2 separate regions of the Mus musculus genome follow, and region 2 is linked to region 1. A link is a contact called in public promoter capture Hi-C data. All regions are on one chromosome and are shown on one strand. The core of a region is the stretch at or near the end of the contact, and the rest is flanking DNA. Distances in the headings are between cores, read along the strand shown.

What was found. Promoter capture Hi-C pulls out the DNA fragments that hold promoters and counts their contacts.
Region 2: a promoter capture Hi-C map of hippocampal neurons shows a contact between it and region 1, with 3 times the contacts expected there. The contact joins the enhancer-like site here to the promoter of Mesp1 in region 1. A contact is called at or near these places in 4 of 39 promoter capture datasets (the 3T3-L1 cell line, hippocampal neurons, liver and 1 more).

Annotation. Positions count from the first base shown.
Region 1 is chr7:79,790,225-79,795,118 of GRCm38.p6, forward strand. Mesp1 (mesoderm posterior 1) reads right to left here and starts at 3,366. Exons shown (of 2, transcript NM_008588.2): 1 at 2,641-3,366; 2 at 2,017-2,367. The coding sequence starts at 3,303. The coding sequence ends at 2,299. It also overlaps the pseudogene Gm44705.
Region 2 is chr7:80,190,303-80,195,116 of GRCm38.p6, forward strand. It overlaps a transcript of Sema4b not described here. Among named protein-coding and RNA genes, the nearest start is that of Sema4b, 5.9 kb to the right of the region's middle. Within about 2 kb of position 2,334, at least 356 of the 459 cell types and tissues checked have an H3K27ac peak or open chromatin away from gene starts, as enhancers often do. A contact at or near this core is called in hippocampal neurons, liver and pre-B cells, where this site is marked.

The sequences.
Region 1 (4,894 bases), core at 2,116-4,615:
GGAAATTCTACTCATTGCAAGGAAATCCTCACTTAAGCTTCAGAGAGCCACAAGCACTTAAACCCATGAGCCTTCGGCTGATCGTCCTTAGCCAGTCCAGTCTCTATCAGGAGCTGGCATATGTTCTTGCGCTGGTCACCCTGTAGCTGAATTACTTCTCCATATTCTGGATGCTCAATTATAGTACCATTGCAGGCAAATTTCTTCTTAATCGCCTTCACTAGTTTCTTTTTATCGTAATCATCAGCGATCCCTTGGACAGTGGTAAGGGTCTTCCTGCCGTTTCTCTGTTGAATTCTTATATGGATATAATCCTCAGTGCCAGCAGGAAGCAGGTCATCACCCTTACTTACTTGCATCAGCAAAGGGGTCGAAAGAGTGGAGGTTCTGGATAGCAGACATACGATACGATTCCTTTTCCTAGGTGGAAACGGCCTGCGGAAGGCGGCTGCGGGAGAAGGCGGGCGGGGGGGGGGGGGGGGACTGAGCGTCGGGAAGCGAGGGGGCTCGAGGGGGAGGCAGCTGAGTCCTCGGTGGCGGCTCAGTGACTGGGGCCGCTTCCTCCTTCTTGTTTTTGTTCTTTTGAGACAGGGTCTCCTGTGTAGACTTGGGTGATCTGGAACTCGCTATGTAGACTGGGCTTGCCATAAATTCAAAGATCTGCTTGCCCCTGCTTTCTAAGTACTGAGATTAGCGGTGTATGGCCAGCTTGAATATTCCTTTTTATAGGAAGTGTTTACAACAGGTAAATTTCATTAAAGTTAAAGTGCCACTGCAGGGGCTGGCTGGTGGGCACCTGGGCACCGAGGCTAGTGGGGTTAATGGAGCTGCCCCTTCTTCCTTAGTCTTCTTTTCTTGAGACAGGGCTCACCATGTAACCCTGGAGAGCCTTGAACTCCTGCTTCTGCCTGCTTCTGCCTTCCAAGTGCTGAGATCCAAAGTGTGCCACTACATCTGGCCAGTAGCTTCTTTTTGGAGGTGATAAAAATTACTCTAAAATTAGTGGTGATAACTGTAAAGCTTTATGGATATGCCAAGTCATTGAGGTGAGCTTTCTAGAGAAGCACGAGAACATAGTGGCACACGTGTGTCACCCGGCATCCCCTGAGACGACCCTTGGTGGAATGAGACTCTATCTCAAAACAACATCAACAAAATGCATATTAAAAGAAATAAACGAATACCAAGGCCTGAGCTTCTGAGAGTTGAGGGGGAGAGAGAGTTGCCCCTGCACCCTTGGCAGAGACTGCCATGAGTCAGGGCCCTTACTGGACGGTTCTCTGGACCTCCTGCTCTGCTGATGCCAGCCTCTTTCTGGGCTCCAGGAGCCTCTCTTCTCGGCTGCACATTCCTGACCTGAACTATAGCAGCACAGGTTAGCGATCAACAGGTCCCTCATCGAATCCTAGCCAGGCCTCCAAGCCACATGAAGATGGGAAGCTCTAGCCAGGGAGATGGTGCCCTGGTGTGGGGACGGTGTCCCAGATGTGGCTCAGCTGCCCAGAAGAGCAGACACGCCGTTCTGCTCCCTCCCACCGCTGAGCATGGCAATGCCCAAGCCTTACATGGCTCAGAGTCTTGTCCTTTATGTGTCTGTGAAATATATGCAAAGGTAACCAAGGTACAAAAACACTAAAGGAGTTGTGTTTTCTGGTTTTATCCAGTCCCTCCCTACATTTAAAAAAGAGGAACTACTTCCTGTCACCTTCTCTCAGGAAGCTCCCCACTCCGTTTCACCCTACCCCACCCTTTCAGACTGACCCATGCAGCATAGATGTTGACCAGGAAGGAGGGTAGAAGGCCTTTGTGTTTCCAGGCTGGAGATTACAAGACTCCTCCTCCACAATCCCATGTCAGCTTTCCCTGACACATAGCAGAACTTCCAGCAGGGTATGGGAGCATGGGGCAATGGGGGCTCGTGCCACCATGAGTTTGGGCCAGCCTGGGCCGTACAGTGTGAGGTTCCCCCTCCCACACACCCCCAAATAAGGAAGAAAGAAAAATAAACCCTCCAAATGACACTAGCACAATCGGTTTATTCACAAATAAATAAATACACACCAGGCAAAGCTTGTGCCTGCTTCATCTTTAGAGCGTGTACCCTATTGGGCGCCTCCTTCCAAGGAGGGTTGGAATGGTACAGTCTGGATGAGGGCCAGCTCCCACCCCGGGATGCCCATGTTGGTATCACTGCCGCCTCTTCCAGGATCTACTCCCTCCGAAGGTGCCAAGACCAAAGGAAAAGTGTCTGTGCTCAGACAGGGTGACAATCATCCGTTGCATTGTCCCCTCCACTCTTCAGGCAGGCGGCCACTCCTGCGGCGGCGTCCAGGTTTCTAGAAGAGCCAGCATGTCGCTGCTGAAGAGCTGCAGGAAGAGTGAACAGCGCCACAATCAACACCTGCCCCAGGGTCAGGTCCGCGCTCATCCGCTCCACGCTCAAGGTTAAGCGAGCAAGCAAAGCGTCCTTAATCCCTGCCTGTCCAACTCCCACCCTGTTCGGACACCCAGGGCACACGGGGATGCGCCCAAGGGAGATCCTGAGTGCAGCAGAGAGGCTGGTCCGCGACGTGGGGCTGTGCGTCGCGCACCAACAGTAGGGGGCGCCACCTCGACAGTGTGGGGGAAGGGGTTACTAACCGGAGATGAGGGACTGGGCTCCATTTCCTGCCTTTCCTGGGATGCTGTTTCTGCGTACAGGAACGATGGGTCCCACGATTCTGCGGCGACTCGGGGTCTAGGGTAGGCAGGCGGGGATCCCCACGACACCCCGCTGCAGACGGCCGGGCTTAAACGGGGACCGAGCGACTGCGACTGCGCCAGGTCGCTGTCGGGGCACAGCGGGCAGCCTCGAGGTGACACCGCGTGCCGCTGTCGCCGGAGGTTGTCCTCGCTGAGTCCCAGCACAGCCGACAGGTGGCCAATGTAGCGGATGGCCAGGCGCAGCGTCTCGATCTTGGTCAGGTTCTGGCCGGTTGGTGCCACGGATGGCGGCAAGAAGCGGCGCAGCTCGTGCAGCGCGCGGGCGAGTGTGCGCATACGTAGCTTCTCCCGCTCGCTGGCGCTCTGCCGCTGTCCGCTACCCAGGCGGCTACCGTGCGTCCCGCGCCTACCCGGGGTCCCAGCACGCCGGGCCGGGCGGGCGCAGGGTGGTGCAGGGCTGCTGGCCTGGGCACCGTCCCACGGGTCCGAGGACCAGGCTGGGGAGCAGACGCTGTTCCCATCGGAAGGCATCGGTGGCTGCCGACCAGCGGGACTCAGGATCCAGGACTCGGAGCGCGGCTCGCACAGGGGCTGGGCCATGGCAGCGGAGGCCTGACCATTGGGTCCGCTGTAGCTTTATCCTGAGCCCTAGGTGTGAAGCGGGCCCCTTCCAGAATTCATCAGCATATCAAAGCCGGCTCGAGCCAGGAGGGGGGCAGGGCCTGAACCCTTTGAACCATAGCAGGGGCTCTGAGGTGCAGGACCCCTTAGTCCAGTCTGCTCCACCTGGACCATATTTGGGGCCTCAGTAAGTCAGGCACCTATGGCCAGGACTGCCAGTTGAAAGAACCATGCTCAGAGAACTGAAGTCTAGCTCCTAGGCTTAGGGTACACCTTCATTTATTAGGGACCCTACGCCATTTTTTTCCATCACTTTAATTTACAAATTGTATAACAAGAGACTTCGGGATTGCATTGGCCAACTGTGGACTAGGGACCTCTAGACACGGAGAGAACTCTAGTTCAGTCCTTCCCAGAGGCTTGGATGTGGCCTGTAGTCCTCCCTGATGTCCAGGCTATGGGAGGCACATTGAAGAAACCATCCCGACCGACCTGTGAGGTTGCTGGGGTGTCCGGGCAGGGGGAGAGGTGAGCCTGCCTCCCCACACTACAAGTCACTTCTAGTCTTGGCAAGATGGGGAGCTTGGTCCCCTTCCCAGCCCTCCCATGACTGGAGCTCTGCTGCTTTGGTCAGCTACAGTGAGTAAAAAGTCCTTTGACAAAACTCAACTCCTTGAGCTGGTGGCACACTTGGGAGGTGAAGGCAGGAGGGTCAGGAGTTCAAGGCCAGGCCTAGCTGTATATGGCCCAGGTTAACATGGGCTACATAAGATCCTGTGTTGGAAAAAACAAAACAAAACAAAACAAAACCCAAAAACCCTGAAAAGCAGAAACCTTCATCTGTCCCAATGGCAGTTTTATAATCTATTTCATAGGATGCTACCTGTTAGGTTCATAGGCTGCCTTTTATTTTTTAAAGATGTGTGTGTGTGTGTGTGTGTGTGTGTGTGTGTGTGTGTGTGTGTGCTGGTGCCCCCACACAGGCCAGAGGTGTCACGTTCCTTAGGATCGGGCCTTGCAGGCAATTGTAAGCTGCCTGAGGTGGCTTCTGGGAACAGAACCTTGGGTTCTTCAAGAGCAACATGTGCTCTTCTTAACTGCTGAGCCGTCTCTCCAGTGTTCTTCCTCCCACATCTTGAAACATGGTCTCATGTAGCCCAGGCTAGCCTCAAACTTACTCTAACCCAGCTGGCCTTTAGCTCCTGATCCTGCTGCCTCAGCTTACTGCAGTTGTGAGCCTGGCTGTTGAGGATGCCTGCTCTTACCATACCTGTTCAGTGTTGTACTGAATGAAGGGACTAGGTTGGAAAAATAAAGAGAAATAAATACAAATTGAGAGATTAAAGCAAACCTGTCCCCACTTATATGTGACATGCTTATTAATAAAGTCTCCAGAAGTTGGGCATACACGCACATGCCTGTAATTCCAACATTTGGAAAATGAAGGCAAGAGGAGTTTGGGCCAGTCTTGGCTGCAAAGTGAATTTGAAGCCATCCTATGCTACTGGACTGTCTCACCTATTAGAGGGCTGGTGGTGTGGTTCAGTCGGTAGAGTGCTTGCCTAGCCTG
Region 2 (4,814 bases), core at 1,084-3,583, 400 kb after region 1:
AAAAAGAAAAAGAAAGAAGGCAAGGTTCATTGTTTTTCCATCCTGAGACAGGGTTTCTCTGTGTAGCCCTGGTGGATCTGGAACTCAAGTTGTGGATCAGGCTGGCCTCAGGCTGGCCTCGAACTCACAGAGATCCACTTGGTGGTGGAAGGCATAGGTCATATACCTAGGCGAGGAACTGGAAGCTCACAGCATCGTGATGGAACTCTCCATCTCCTCTCTCAAGGATTGTGAGAGCCGTGGGGAGCGAGCGACACATAGCCTGCTCCAGGATCCTCCCGCTGAGTCCAAGCCCCAGAGATCCTGATATGCCACATTCACAGGGCTCTATCTGGCAATAGGATCCCTGGGATTTTTCTAGTCTTGCCAGAGGGACCCAGCCAAGCTCGAGGCTTATAACATCTCCCTATGAGTGACCTGATAGCACTTCTTTAGGATGGCAAGTGAGCATGCTTCCATGGTATGGCCACCCTGGCACAACAGGTTGATGTTGGAGTTTCGGGAGACCAGTAGCAACTCATCTTCATCTCCACCACGCCCCCAAGGCTCGCTTGTCCCTGCTTCTCTTGGTTCAGTATGGCAGCCAACGCTGTGTGCGGGAGGTGTGTCAGCCAGGATGATTTAAGACGACAGAAACTTTGGAGCTAAAGAGCTCCTCTTCTGTGGGAAGGAAGAGGGAACTGAGGAGCCTCAAGTCTCTGGGAAGGAAGCTTGGTTTTCTGGGGACTGAGGCATGGCGCTGGCCTTCATAAGAGGTCTGGGGGTCAGAGTAAAGTGGATCTAGAGGGAAGAATTTGATGGCAAATTGGAAGAGAGGTTTTTATTTTTCAATCTTTACTCTTTTGAGATAGGGTCTTGCTAAGTAGTTCTGGCTGGCCTGGAACTCAATCTGTGACCTAGGCTGGCCTTGGGATTTACAGGTATCCTCCTGCCTCAGCCCCTCAAGGACCACAAGCATGAGCCTGTGTCTGGCTCTTTGACTTGAGATCTTGAGTTGAGAACATGGTTTCCTAAGCTGGACTGGAGGCTGAGCCTCTGCTAGGTCCTTAACCTTCTGACCCCATCCCCACCTGGCCTAGGATCCCGCCTTCCCGCCTGAGTAGCTGCAGCTATCTGAGAGCGATCTGTCAGTTTCAGGGGTCACCCCTGTCCCCCTGACTGGGCAGGCCTATAGTCACAGACAGCACCTCCTGAACTCCTGTAGGGAGCACAGGAGTGACAGTGGCAATTTCATGTTTCACCCTGTCTGGGCAGGGACAGGCTGAGCCCTGCTGGTTGCACCACAGCCCTGTAGAGTGGGGGGATCCCCTCCCAGGGAGTGGCCAGCTCAGGTCCTAACAGGCCCAGTGGGGGCGGCGCTGTGTGGTGGGCTGCTTGCCACAGTAGGCACGCCCAGGGCTTGGGCTGGGCGGGCTGGTTCCTTCTCTTCAGGAGAGTTGCAGCCTCAGCACCACGTATGCAGGAGGCAGCTGAACCTGAGGGAGGACTAGGAAGGGGCTTGCTTCTCCAAGGGCTTCTAAGATGTCAAGGCCATGGGGTTCCTTTCAGATGGAGAGTCTATACCAGCCTGGGACATGGGGCGTTCACTCTGCACAGTGTGCTGTCTTTATAGGTGCTATCTTGTCATGTTCCCTAACCATGTCATAAAGGACTATATATAGTATTACTATCACAGGAGAAGCAGCTAACTATGGTCCACTTAGGACCCGTATATAATGGGTAGTGATGCATTCTTCTCTATTGTATGCTCCGCCACTGAATTCTACCTTTTTACGGGGCACATATTCTGGGTAGGGAGTGGGGAGCACAGCAAAGGGCCTGTAGGGAGAAGCTGGTTTGGGAAGAAATGGGGCAGTTGTCAGACCCCATGGAAAGCTTTCTGAGAGAGCTGAAGACAGTGTTGATTCTGACCCTGGATGGGTGCCCTCTACTGCAGAGGGTGCTGCCTTTCCCAAGGAAGTGCCCAGCTCTCAGGCCTGGCAATCATTGGAAGATTTAAAAGCACACACGGACTGTGTCTGCTGCTGTGACTTCCTCATGTAAATGTACTGCTGCTGCAGCCCAAGTTGCTGCCTGGCCCCTGGGGAGGAGACATAGCCTCGTGCCTAACCGGGGCAGGGTGGGGAACCGCAGCTGCAGGTTGGCATAAGAAGAGGGCTCGGGGCTACGAGGGGATGGTGGCAGGGGGCCAGGGCCTAGACAGCTGGGCCACAGCCAGTTCACATCTGAGAGACCTTGCTAGGCAGCCTGCCAGTCTGTACGCGGTGGTGGGGGAAGGGGTGGGAGGAGCCTGAATGTTGCCCAAGGAAGGGTGGGCGGGACCTTTGGGTTCAAGCTCCACTGGGCTTGGCAGGAGGCTCCTCCCCCGCATGGCCACAAACAAAGCTACAACTCCAGAGTAACTGTGGGAGTCCAGCGCCTAGCTCCCCTGGGTGGGAGTCAGAGGGGGCAGACCTGGCAAGAGCCCTTTGGCAGGTTTCCTGCATGCCCAAGGACATCTTACTGCGTGCACCTGGGCAGAGGCTGAGGGGCGAGTGTGGACTGTGATAGGCTGGCTGTGAGGCAGCGAGAGGGGAGGCTCAGGCAGATGTGTTCGCTCTTTTTCTGGTTTCAGTCTTTCTTGCCATAATTTCCTCTTTCTTCTCTTGAGGCTTTCTACTACTGTTCTGTCAGTGTGTGTTTCTTCCACTTGGTTCTTCAGTCCTGGTCTGCTCCCCTACTCCCTCGTTTTTTACCTCCCATGCTAACAGGTATAAAATACAAGCTTCTAGCGGGACACAGTGGCACACCCTACATTCCCAGCACTGAGAAGGCGGAGGCAGAAGATCTAGAGTACAAGGCCAGTGTGGGTTATATAGCAAGTTTTAGGCCACCTTGGCCTATGTAAGTGAGACTATCAAAAACCAAAGAGCTTAAATAAAGCAAAATGCATAGATCTTAAGATCATAAAGCTCAGTACAGGGGCCTGGTGAGATGGCTCAGCGGTTAAGAGCGCCAACTGCTCTTCCGAAGGTCCTGAGTTCAAATCCCAGCAACCACATGGTGGGTCACAACCATCTGTAACAAAAATCTGATGCCCTCTTCTGGAGTGTCTGAAGATAGCTACAGTGTACACACATATAAATAAATAAATAAATAAATCTTAAAAAAAAAGCTCAGTACATTTGCAAACACTTGAAAATCCAACACTACATCAAGATATAGAATCTGTCATCTCTAAAGTTTCTATATTTGCCTAGGAGGCATGTGCCCACTGGACTCTGACATCTCTCACCACACAGCAAGTTTGTCTGGGTGCCTGATGCTACACCTCCTCCTCCTCCTTCTCCTCTTGGTTTTTCCAGACAGGGTTTCTCTGTGTAGCTCTGGCTGTCTTGGATCTCTCTCTGTAGACCAGACTGGACTCCAACTCAGAAATCCACCTGCCTCTGCCTCCCAAGTGCTGGCATTAAAGGTGTGCGCCACCACTTCCAAACTTATCTGGGCTTCTTTATAATATATTCTTATGAACATTATATTTCTCATCCTGCACTAGTGAAAAAAGTGTGTGTGTGTTTGTGTGTGTGTAGATTGTGGGGGGAGGCATAGACAGACAGACAGACAGGATGGGAGGAAGGAAGAAGGCCTATGAGTGCAGGTGGACAGAGGGCGGACTTAGCAATTGACTTAGCAATTTATGGATGACTTTGTCTTGTAGGCTGGGCATGGAGAGAGTAGTACTTTTTTCTTGTTCTGTTTTTTGGTACTCTTTCCAAGCTACCCCCCTCCGCCCCCCAGTTCTTTGTAAACACTGACATCTGGCAGAAAAACACTTGCCTACATCCAAGCGTGGCAGAGGGGAACAGGAGACACATCGTTGGCTTGGGACCACTCTTTTGCCTAAAGGAAGTCAATTCAAAGGCAGTTCTTTGTCAGTCACCCTTCTGTTCTTTCCAGTCTGAGAGAGCACATGAGGAAACCACATTAGCACACGTACAGAAGACAGTGGAGCCCGACAGGAGCAAGGCTGCCATGCACAGGAATTGGAGAGTGTGTCCCCAGGCCAAGTCGGGACCTTTACGTAGATAGTGCTGTGTGGTTCTTACTGGGTGCCTTGCTAGGCATGGGGGAGGGGGTCAGAAGACAGAAGACCCGGCGCTCTTCTCTCTAAGGGGCTTGCTGCCCAGTTGGCATAAGATATACTTTCAAAGCACATGAGCAGGATATAATTAAGAACCATGAGAGGCTGCATCAGCCCCTGCCTCCTCTCCTGAGGGATGAGCACAGCCGTCAGACAAGCCCTTTGTTGCCAAGACACAAGAGCAGACCAATCTCCTGCCACTGCCACGTTAGGAGCTACTGATCCCCAGATTCAGGCTCTGAATAAATGCTAATTGAGCAGGTAAGCCATAGATCAGGCACTGCTCTAAACTAGGGTGCAGAGCGGATGAAGGAAATGTTGTAGTTAGCAAAAATTGATTTTTGACAAAGCTTGTGTGTGCATGTGTATGGATATGCATGGATATGTGTGTGTACGTAGATCTTATGCATGTATTCACAGGCATGTGTGTGTATTTGTATGTGTGTATGGAGGCCAGAAAACAACTTTGTATGTAACTCCTCCGAGCCATCCACTTTTTTTTTTTTTTTCTTTTTTTGAGACAGTCTTTCACTGGTCTGGAACTTGCCGAGTAAGTTAGGCTGGCTAGCAGGGATCTGCAGGCCTCTGGATTACAAATGTGTTTTGCCATGGTTGCCTTTTTCTCTTCCTCCTCCTCCTCCTCCTCCTTTTTCCTTCCCCTCTTCTTCCTCTTGTTCCTTTCCCTCCTCCTCTC